Regions from separate parts of the Bombyx mori genome. Here regions 1 and 2 are each linked to region 3. Evidence: chromatin contacts called from public Hi-C data. All regions are on one chromosome and are shown on one strand. The core of a region is the stretch at or near the end of the contact, and the rest is flanking DNA. Distances in the headings are between cores, read along the strand shown. Region 1 overlaps LOC692747 (antennapedia homologue protein). Region 2 has its middle 49 kb from the start of Miriab-8. Region 3 has its middle 47 kb from the start of LOC119628629.

Region 1 (3,331 bases), core at 553-3,052, 290 kb after region 3:
CTCATCACTAATAGGATTGAGGAAAATGAATAGTGAAACAGACTATTTGCTAGTTATGAAATAAAGTATGTATCTATATATCTCTATCTGTATCTATTATTTAGAACTGAAATAACTAATTTTTTTTTTTATTGCTTAGATGAGTGGACGAGCTCACAGCCCACCTGGTGTTAAGCGGTTACTGGAGCCCATAGACCTCTACAATGTAAATGCGCCACCCACCTTGAGATATAAGTTCTAAGGTCTCAATTATAGTTACAACGGCTGCCCCACCCTTCAAACCGAAACGCATTACTGCTTCACGGCAGAAATAGGCAGGTGGTGGTACCTACCCGTGCGGACTCACAAGAGGTCCTACCACCAGTAGTAATTGTAAAACTTTCATCATCTCTTGGTATATTTAACTAAAAACGACTCGAATTAAAAAGGTTTTAAGCAAATCAAAGTAATAGAGGCCTGAATTCTTTCAGAGAGTTTGCTGTGGCCTAAGAAATTGCTATTCATATATAGCTTTTGACCAATAATTTTTGGCATCCTAACTTTTAAGTTTTATGCCCTGCCGACTTATAAATGAAACAAAATTACAATGGTATAAAAATGTTTCGTAATAACAACATTCCTGTTTCGTAATAAACAAACGCTTAGAAAATAGTTTCAAAAAAAAAAACAAATGACATTATCTAGCTATGCATTAGGTACATATTGCAAATTAACGCGAAGATTACACCGAGTCTTAGTTAATACAAAACGAATAGGCGTTGCTATGGTAATCTGCAATGGTTGTGGAAAAAAAATAGCTATTCTAACAACCAACCATCTAGCAATAGGCGTTGCTAGTGATGTGCTCGCGAGGCGGCAGTAACGGCGCAACATCACGCGAACCGATCCGCCCCGCCGCACGCAACGGCTACACGATTTTTGTAATGTTACCAACGTTTCCACCTTAATAATTACATTTGTAATCGTGTGTACCCGATTAAATCTCGGGTATTCCATCGAATTTCGAAAGCTTGAATTAATCGATTTTATGTTTGCTAGAAAACCGCCGGCTCGGCCGTTGCTGTGGTACCTGCGAAAAAAATAAACGCGCTGAGTGTATTTTTTTAGGGAATATATTGAAGAATATCGGGCAAAGAAATCCTAAATTTATTTAAAACTAGCTGACCCGGCAGACTTCGTAGTGCCTCAATCGATAAATAAAAGACCTAAACTTTTGTATAAAAATAAACTTAAAACAAACAAAAGGAATCCGTCCGGCGGGGGACACGTCAAAGGATAAACAAAATTGTTATTTTTATTTAATTCTGAGCATTTTCATATTTATCTACCTTCCAAACCTTCTCTGGACTTTCACAAATAATTCAAGACCAAAATTAGCCAAATCGGTCCAGCCGTTCTCGAGTTTTAGCGAAACTAACGAACAGCAATTTATTTTTATATATATATATATATATATATATAGGTACATTTAAAATACTGCGACTCTAAAAAGAAATTTCGTAAAGACGAAATTGCTCGTAAAGTACACTACATACTATAATAATTTATCAGACTCATTAACTAATTACCTACTTACTAATTTATTGGATGCTTTATAAACTTTTTAACGTAAATGATTAACTAAATTTAAATGGATCATAAGCCGAAACGGAAACTTCCCAGAATATGTATCTGAATCTTTTAACATCGCATCAATAATCATGAAAATAGTCCAAGTGCAAAGAGCTAACACTTATTGTTGATAAACGGCGGCCATCACTGCATGCCACGGCCCATTATAGGAGCGTGACGTCACCGCCCCGCCCCCCACCTCTTCGCTTCAATCAAACCGGGGAACCCTCGTCATGCCCCCACCCCACGTTCCGCTCTACTGACTTTGCAATTTTTTTCTCATAATAATAACGTCGAAAAAATCTCGCAAAAAGTATCTATGGACGCTTTCCTCGATCTATGCCTATCGATAGAGTTTTTTGTCTTCTAACCAGCCAGTGTTTCTACGAGAATCTACATTTGAATTTCTTTAGAATTGCTTTTTTTTTTAAACAAATACTCTTTTGGTTTTAAGTCTAATCCATTTTTTTAATTATCTAGCTTGTTAATTTATAATTCAATTAGTAATATTGGATAATAGGTTATGTAAATAGCTGAGCAATGCTCAGACATACCGTATAAATTAACAATAAGAAGGTCATGACAGTGGTCGCAGGTGTTTCAAAACAAAAGAAAAGTAAAAAAAATTACTTCTACAACTATGAATTATTATACTATTCGGGTTACACTTGTTGTTTTCATAAGAACATAACTGTATTAAATAGACATTTTTTCCTTTCCTTCTAACCGTAAGGTGACATAATACTTTAGGTAATAACAATTACGTTATTCTCGATTAAAAATTGACAAAACCATTAAACAAAATGCCCGATTAAGAAATCTCCGGAGAAGTTTCTTACAATTTTAAATCATTTACAGCAATGAATTATGAAAATCATTCTGATTTTACGAAATAAGATTTAGACTTTGCCATCTATTATTGAAAAGTAAAAATATTTATTTCTTGTCAACAAAAGAATGGAATATACTACTCACCAATAGAGGTCAGGACTTTCAAGTTAAAAAATCAAACAAATAAGTAATTTAGTTCAAAGGTACTGCGGTAGATGGTGCTGTATTCAAAACAAGTTTTGTGAGGCAACTTAATTTGGGTAAAATTTATTAACTGTCTTCAAAAGATTGTCCAAAGTTGGAGATAATCGTTTTGCTACTTACTGTAGACATGTTGAGGATGTAGCATAAAATGAAATGCTTAGGATGGTCTTAATTTTTTTTATGTGTAGATAATACCTAGTTACTTACTTATTACATGCATACCAGCCGTACATACCCATTAACTATATAATGTCGCTAACCTTAAAAAAGAAGCCAGCTCTCGAAATTTGCTGTTTCGCTCATTTATTTTTCAGTTGAACATTAAGTAGTTGAAAAATTTACTCGTTTTCAGGGATTTCCAGGAATGATGATTCCTTGGAGTCTGAAGAAAGGACTATGACACATGTGTTGGGATTATCTTCAAAACTGTAGTAAGCATGAATTGCAGAAAGTTATTAATTTAACAAGGTAGATAGATAGCTGCGTATTTCTGTTAAATTTTATATAATTCCTTAATCGCATAGCTTAACCCTTGTCAGTTTTGACAGCGTCTAAATTAATAGTGCGTGAAGGTATTTAGCAATTTAATTTATGTGTAAATAACGATTTATGTGTTTACCTGAAAATAATTCAAATCGATGCCTCCAATGAACACTACTCTAACTCAAAATTTTGAAATTTTCGT
Region 2 (3,296 bases), core at 225-2,724, 430 kb before region 3:
ATACTATTGTCGTATACTCTACAGTGAGTATGTGCTGTGGCATATCGCTAATAACTAGTGCTATTTGTTGACGTGCAAAATTTACGGCGAAAGACTTAGTAAGCTTTTAGTTGACGCCGATAATATCTCATTCATTTGTTTTTAAGTACCTAAGCCTTGTTAATAGTCGTTCGATTCTATATGTATTAGCATCTTGTTTTTGTTTCTGGATCATAAGTATCTGTTTGATACTTAAATTAGCTACCGTTCTAATACAGTTAAATCTGAGATCTATTACCGATTTGGAAAAAATCAAGCCTTGTTTGTATTCCCCGGTTTCGAAGGCCTCATAAAACTAGGTAAGTGGACGAAGTAAGCAGTTGTACATAATGTAGGTATCTTAACTACATCTTAATTACACATAATTATTTATGTGAGCTTCATATTGACCTTTATATTGAATCGATTTGAGTAAATTATTCTTCTGAAAAGGATAACACAGAAATTAACATATTTTTAAGTCACCTATCTTAATGTTTCTATTCTAATATAACGTGAAACGCTTAATCTGCCTTCCGCTCGGCGCCGACAAACATTTGTTCGTTTGAAATTCTGTCAGAGATTCACCTCATTATTTACTTTACATATTGATAGTTATGTTAATTAAATAAAGAACGATTTAGAATACATCAAATCTCTGTTTTATCGTTGTATGTTTAATTTATAACGCATTGAAACCGCTCTGGATTGAATAAATGAAGCGAAGCTCACAAAACCGCAGACTTAAAGCGCATATCAAAGCTATCGTCTTTCAGATGTCCGTTGATCACGCGGAACGTTTTCTTCACGGCTGTTTATTGAACATAAAAAAAACTACATTATAATTAATTTATTCTCAATAGATTTTATGTTCTATATTTTAAAGGCAATTTCAGTTGTATTTTGATTTCGGACTGGATGGTTGTTTTGTTAATAGTATTGGCGTTAATTTTAACGGTGTTCATAACTGCAGCCGTTTAGTCTTCCGACGGCTATAAGGTTTTTATGTATCTGAATTTTTGATTTTCCTTTTGAATTCAAGACAACAACTTTAAAATTGCTGTCAATGTGACAATGCTTAGTGATGTATTATTGTTTATGTTGTATTAGTGTTATTTTAGTGCTAGTGTGTACAGTGTTGTTTGTATATATTTGTATGTGAAAGTTTAAATCTCAGCCTACAATATTAGTTATTCATCGTAAAACATTTTGGTGTAATTCTTCTGAAATTTTATTACTGCCTTAGGGCAGAATCAGCAGATTTCTCATGAATACACGTAGTCCTACGCCATCAGCCATAACTAAAATGACTGCATACGTCAGGAATATAAAGGAGGTTCTTTATACAAACCCCGCCTGAAATCGCATGGCCGACTGTTCTTCGTACGCCTGACACGACATGATTGGTACAAAACTGTAGAAACTAGTTCATCCAGTATTCCGCCAGCCAATCAGCATCGTGTATTTTAAAAGGTCATTTAGAAGACATCTTGCACAGATCATGCATCTCGCTTATAACTCTGTAGAGAGACCGAGAAGAAAGCATTTGCGTATGTAGTTGTGCAGCTCACAGAGCTACCTTGAAGACAAAACAGATGGCGCTAATTGTCAAGTAGTTCCACTGCTTAACACTAGATGGCGATACCATAGATATAATAAATTATGAAGGAGTCAGCTGTTTCCAATGGGATTATAATGGAAAGAGGGTGTCGCTGTGTCCCAGAAAAGTAACGCATTCTCCTTTACTATTTCAGCCCTTGTTAGTTTATTGTCGTTCACAAAAATTCCAAATTATACACACGGTTATCAAATACTACGCACATATTTATTGTTAAGGTTATTTTTCAGTTTTTCCTTGGTTACTGTTTTAAATACAATACTGATTTAAAGTGAAAAATTCAATAGCACACTTATAGAAGCAGTAGCGATTTTACCGTATCAAAACACGTGGCACTGGTACAGGTTATTGTTTTATGTTGCGTGTGAACCGCCTATTAGCTCGGTAAGTCAAGCGTTCATAAAACTGTTTGTCTATTAATAACGATCTCAGAGACAGTAAACTGTGATTTATTTCCAGCATAAAATAGTTTTAATTTGGTTCTGCATAATTTCTTTGGAGTAGGAAGAAACGCTTCCTTCTTACTTGGTCAGCGAAAAACGAAAATTATATACAAAAAACTATCACCGTCGGCTTGGGATATTTAATTCCTTTTCGTACAAGCTTTCGTAATGGCGCTAAGGATACGTGGTGCACATATCTGTTGCAAAGCACTTTTGCATTTCAGATTAAAATTTAGGACAGTAGTAATACAATGGAATCTCATGTCTCCAGGTGTCTGGCAATGTATGTGATATGGTGTCTACGGATTTCCTTAAAAAAACGTAAGAATATTACTCCCCCTAAAATTTACGTTACTTTAATGAATCCTAAACATTATGTTTATTGTGCTTCTTTATAATACAACATAATATTAACATAATACTCATAAAATAATCTTATATGGCTTAATAAATACAAGATAGAGTTGTATCATGTTTAGGGCTTGAACGTAAATCATTACCTATTTGAAAAGGCATAAGTAAGGTATAAGTTCACTGGAATATCACATTTAAAATATATCATTAATAACAAAGTATTACTAATAACAACAAATAATAGATAATGAAGAAACTACCTAAAGACAAAGAATGAAAATAATGAACACAAGATTAAACTGTGTAGGTAGTTTTAATTAGTTTTAAGATTTTAGGTTTAGATAACACTGAACATTTAGTACAGTTAACTTTATCGATTCGTTACCACCGAGATTATAGTGATAGGAATAAACATCCTGTTTTTTTAGTTAAAAAACACTAATTTGAACGCCATTTTGAATATAGAGTAACAATTAAAGTACTCGTTCAATATAATTTATTACTTAATTTTAATAAAAGTTTCATTATATAAAACAAACGCTTATCATAAATGGCTCTCACAAATTCATAAATGCGTTTATATTTATTTTTTGAATAATATCAAACACGGGTGGCATTTTAAGATTTAATAAAATCATGAATTTATATTTTATTCCATAAAATATTGCATATTAAGTGCTATTATTATAAACTAGTATCTTAACAGTTTTTTTTTTATTTATTAGAAATAATTTAAAAAAAGCCTTTGGTGTAGTCACACATTAAAAATATGACAACGTATCAAATTCAACAAGGTAAATCATTTTAAAATCATTCAATAAAATCATTTTACCCTATTAAACTTGAAAAACCACATACTTTGG
Region 3 (2,937 bases), core at 123-2,622:
ACGAACTAATTAAATAAATAAATAGTGTTAGTAAATGACACATCGTATTTATTACATTTTATTTACATAAAAAATAGCTTATGCCTACTTATGTAATTGAGGTTCTAAGGTATCTTTGTGCGCATTTTCATCCTTTGCGTTTTCAAGGCCCAATATTGGTCATAAATACGTAATATTTAGTTATAGTTGGTACTTTATAGTCTGCTTCTAATTATGTAAGTGGATTAAGAACCAATAGGTCGTAAGTCTATTGGTAGGACACTTGATTCGGATATATTCGGATTGACCTTACGACTTAATTTATGAATTATAAAAATGTAGGTAATTTTTACTATTGTCTATCACATTTATCTATACTAATATCTATACTAATATTATAAAGAGGAAAGATTTGTTTGTTTGTTTGTTTCGAATAGGCTCCGAAACTACTGGACCGATTTGAAAAATTCTTTTTCCATTAGAAGCCGACATTGTCCCTGATGAACATAGGCTACTTTTAAAAAAAATAAAAATATTTTTTTTTTTTTGTTTCATGTGTGTTTTAACGTTTCCGAAGCGAAGCGAGGGCGGGTCGCTAGTGAGTTAATAAGCAGCAAAACATTTTTAAATTAATTTTAATAAATTTAATCAAAATCTTGTAGGCCGTCGATCGTATAAGCGGAAGTCTAGCGATTTCCGTTTTAACTAAGTTTAATAATTAATCTGACAGTACGAATTGTAAAGAATCTTGAACTTTAGAAATCAAGTAGCGTCATCTATTGTCGTGAAAAGTTGACATTTCTACGGTCTGTGATATTTTGATTCCGGATTTTGAACGTAGCACCCAACATTTTTTCTTAAAACCAAACTGTATTTAGAGCATATAATATATTTATATTAATCACGAAGGAAGATTTTTAAGAATACATAATATTCAAAATGATTTTAAAAATCATCACAAGCCTTACAATCGAAACAGTTCATCCAGTTTTGTGTAGATGGCGCTGTAATAAAAGTTTAGTAACGTCACAAAAAAAATGGCACGGCACTTATTGAAAAAAGCGAGGGAAATATTTCTTGTTAGACTGAAGGTTGACTAACAAATCGGGTTGTTTATGATGCAATTTACAGATGGTATGTTTTATAGCACTGTAAATTATTTAAAGCCTTAGGGTAATTTTCTTATTTTTCATTCCTGTACATTTATTAATTTTTACTTTAATTAATCTCAAGGAACTACACGTATATCCAACCTTATTTAAATGTATTTTATTATTTCTATTTTGAATAGTATGACGAAGTTGAGGTGAAAAGGTCTAATAGTAAACATTGAAAGAACAGTTGAAAATGCAGCACTAGCGGCCTCAAACGAAGTAATAAAACATCAAGTTTACGATGTGATGATCTCAAATGGCTCATAAAGAGATTCAGGTATTCGCTCACAGATGGCGTCACACGCAATAAGCGACATCTATAACGTAAGGCATGACTTGACAACTCGAGTTCCCAAGCCCGGAGGTTTATGGTTTTATTGGGTTATAAAAGTTACGAGTTATGACCTTCGTCGGTCGAATATGGAGATATCCGGGGGTTGGGCGTGTAAGACAAGAGTACGACTTTTATTGTTTGTAAATTGGCTGTAAAATTATGAGTTTGCTCGTATTACGCGTAATCATGGCGATCAGCTGTTATTTTATGGGACAAATAACTTTATAAGATCAAGTGACGGTTTGAGAGACTATAAAGATTCAGATGGACGACACTCTGTCTACTGAGCAAGGCACAAGGCGCATTCGATTGAATATATAATAATGCAACTTGAAACATAAATATTTGTTTTATCTTTCAATATGCCGTATTTTTCATTTTACTTTTCTAAGTGCTGTTCACTATTTAAAATTAATAAGTAATTAATTAATAATGCTTACTGTAATTAAAGTGAATCAACTAGTGTGGTAATGGCCCTCACCATCTTGAGGCCGACTTTTTGAATTTCTCGCATTCGTTTATTTGAATATTTGGGTCTGAAAATTTAAAAATTATTTTAAAATACTGTAAATCAAATCTAATGGTGTTTGTTAATCTTGCTATAAATATTAATAGGTAGGCAAGGTTAACACTTAGGGTTAGATTAATTTTAATTTTCCAGCTAATTTGTTCTTAAAATTTGTTGAAAATTCTTTAGGTTTTTTCACATCTAATTTCTCTTACTTAAAAGAAGCAGACTATAGTATTTAATTTTTGCAAACAAAGTTGCGCCATACTTACGTGTAAGAGTTTCACTACTCAGCGGCAGATGGCACTATTCAGCTGCGTGTGCGCATTTTTTACCTAATTTCTTCTGTGCTCTAATAATTCAATATCTGTTTTCAATAAAAAAAAAAATACTTTCGATATGTTTTAGGACGTTTTAAGGTATTACGGGTATTTTAAATAACAGAACGCTTAAACAAAAACAAAAGAAAAGTATTACATACAAATTCATTACCAAAATAATAATTAGGCAATAGTGATTCGATAGGCAGCGTCTTGGCCTGCTCCTGGCATTGCTGAAGTCCATGGGCGACGGCAACCACTTACCATCAGGTGGGCCGTATGCTGGTCTGCCTACAAGAGCAATAAAAAAAATTACCTACAGGGTAATTATGGCAATTAAAAAAAAACACTCATTATTTAATTAATCATATCAAGATTCATGATTATATAAAAAAAATCAATTATCGATATAAACAGAAGCCGAAAATTTTCAAGTTTACAATTACATACATATTTGTTTTACGACAAATTTACGAGCGTACAAATCGTTAAGTTGACGTTTACGATCGTTTAACACCTCCCGCCACTGATTGTTTAGTAATCTCGAGTCTTTAGTGGCACCTTAAATTAATTTCGTAAACTTGAAAGACTTTTATGGGTTGTAGAGATCATCGTGTCTTTAAAATATAACACGTTGGCTTG

What was found. A called contact is a pair of places that touch in the nucleus more often than the background predicts.
Region 1: a contact with region 3 is called in a Hi-C map of whole pupa, with 5 times the contacts expected there. The contact joins two enhancer-like sites. A contact is called at or near these places in 5 of 7 Hi-C or Micro-C datasets (midgut, posterior silk gland, an unstated tissue and 1 more).
Region 2: a contact with region 3 is called in a Hi-C map of posterior silk gland, with 3 times the contacts expected there. The contact joins two enhancer-like sites. A contact is called at or near these places in 2 of 7 Hi-C or Micro-C datasets (middle silk gland and posterior silk gland).

What each region holds. Positions count from the first base shown.
Region 1 is chr6:5,692,087-5,695,417 of ASM3026992v2, reverse strand. All of the region lies in intron 1 of LOC692747 (antennapedia homologue protein), which reads left to right. Among protein-coding and RNA genes, the nearest start is that of LOC692747, 13 kb to the left of the region's middle. Within about 2 kb of position 1,802, at least 7 of the 8 cell types and tissues checked have open chromatin away from gene starts, as enhancers often do.
Region 2 is chr6:6,415,544-6,418,839 of ASM3026992v2, reverse strand. No RefSeq gene overlaps it. Among protein-coding and RNA genes, the nearest start is that of Miriab-8, 49 kb to the right of the region's middle. Within about 2 kb of position 1,474, at least 8 of the 8 cell types and tissues checked have open chromatin away from gene starts, as enhancers often do.
Region 3 is chr6:5,982,651-5,985,587 of ASM3026992v2, reverse strand. It overlaps a transcript of Ubx not described here. Among protein-coding and RNA genes, the nearest start is that of LOC119628629, 47 kb to the left of the region's middle. Within about 2 kb of position 1,372, at least 8 of the 8 cell types and tissues checked have open chromatin away from gene starts, as enhancers often do.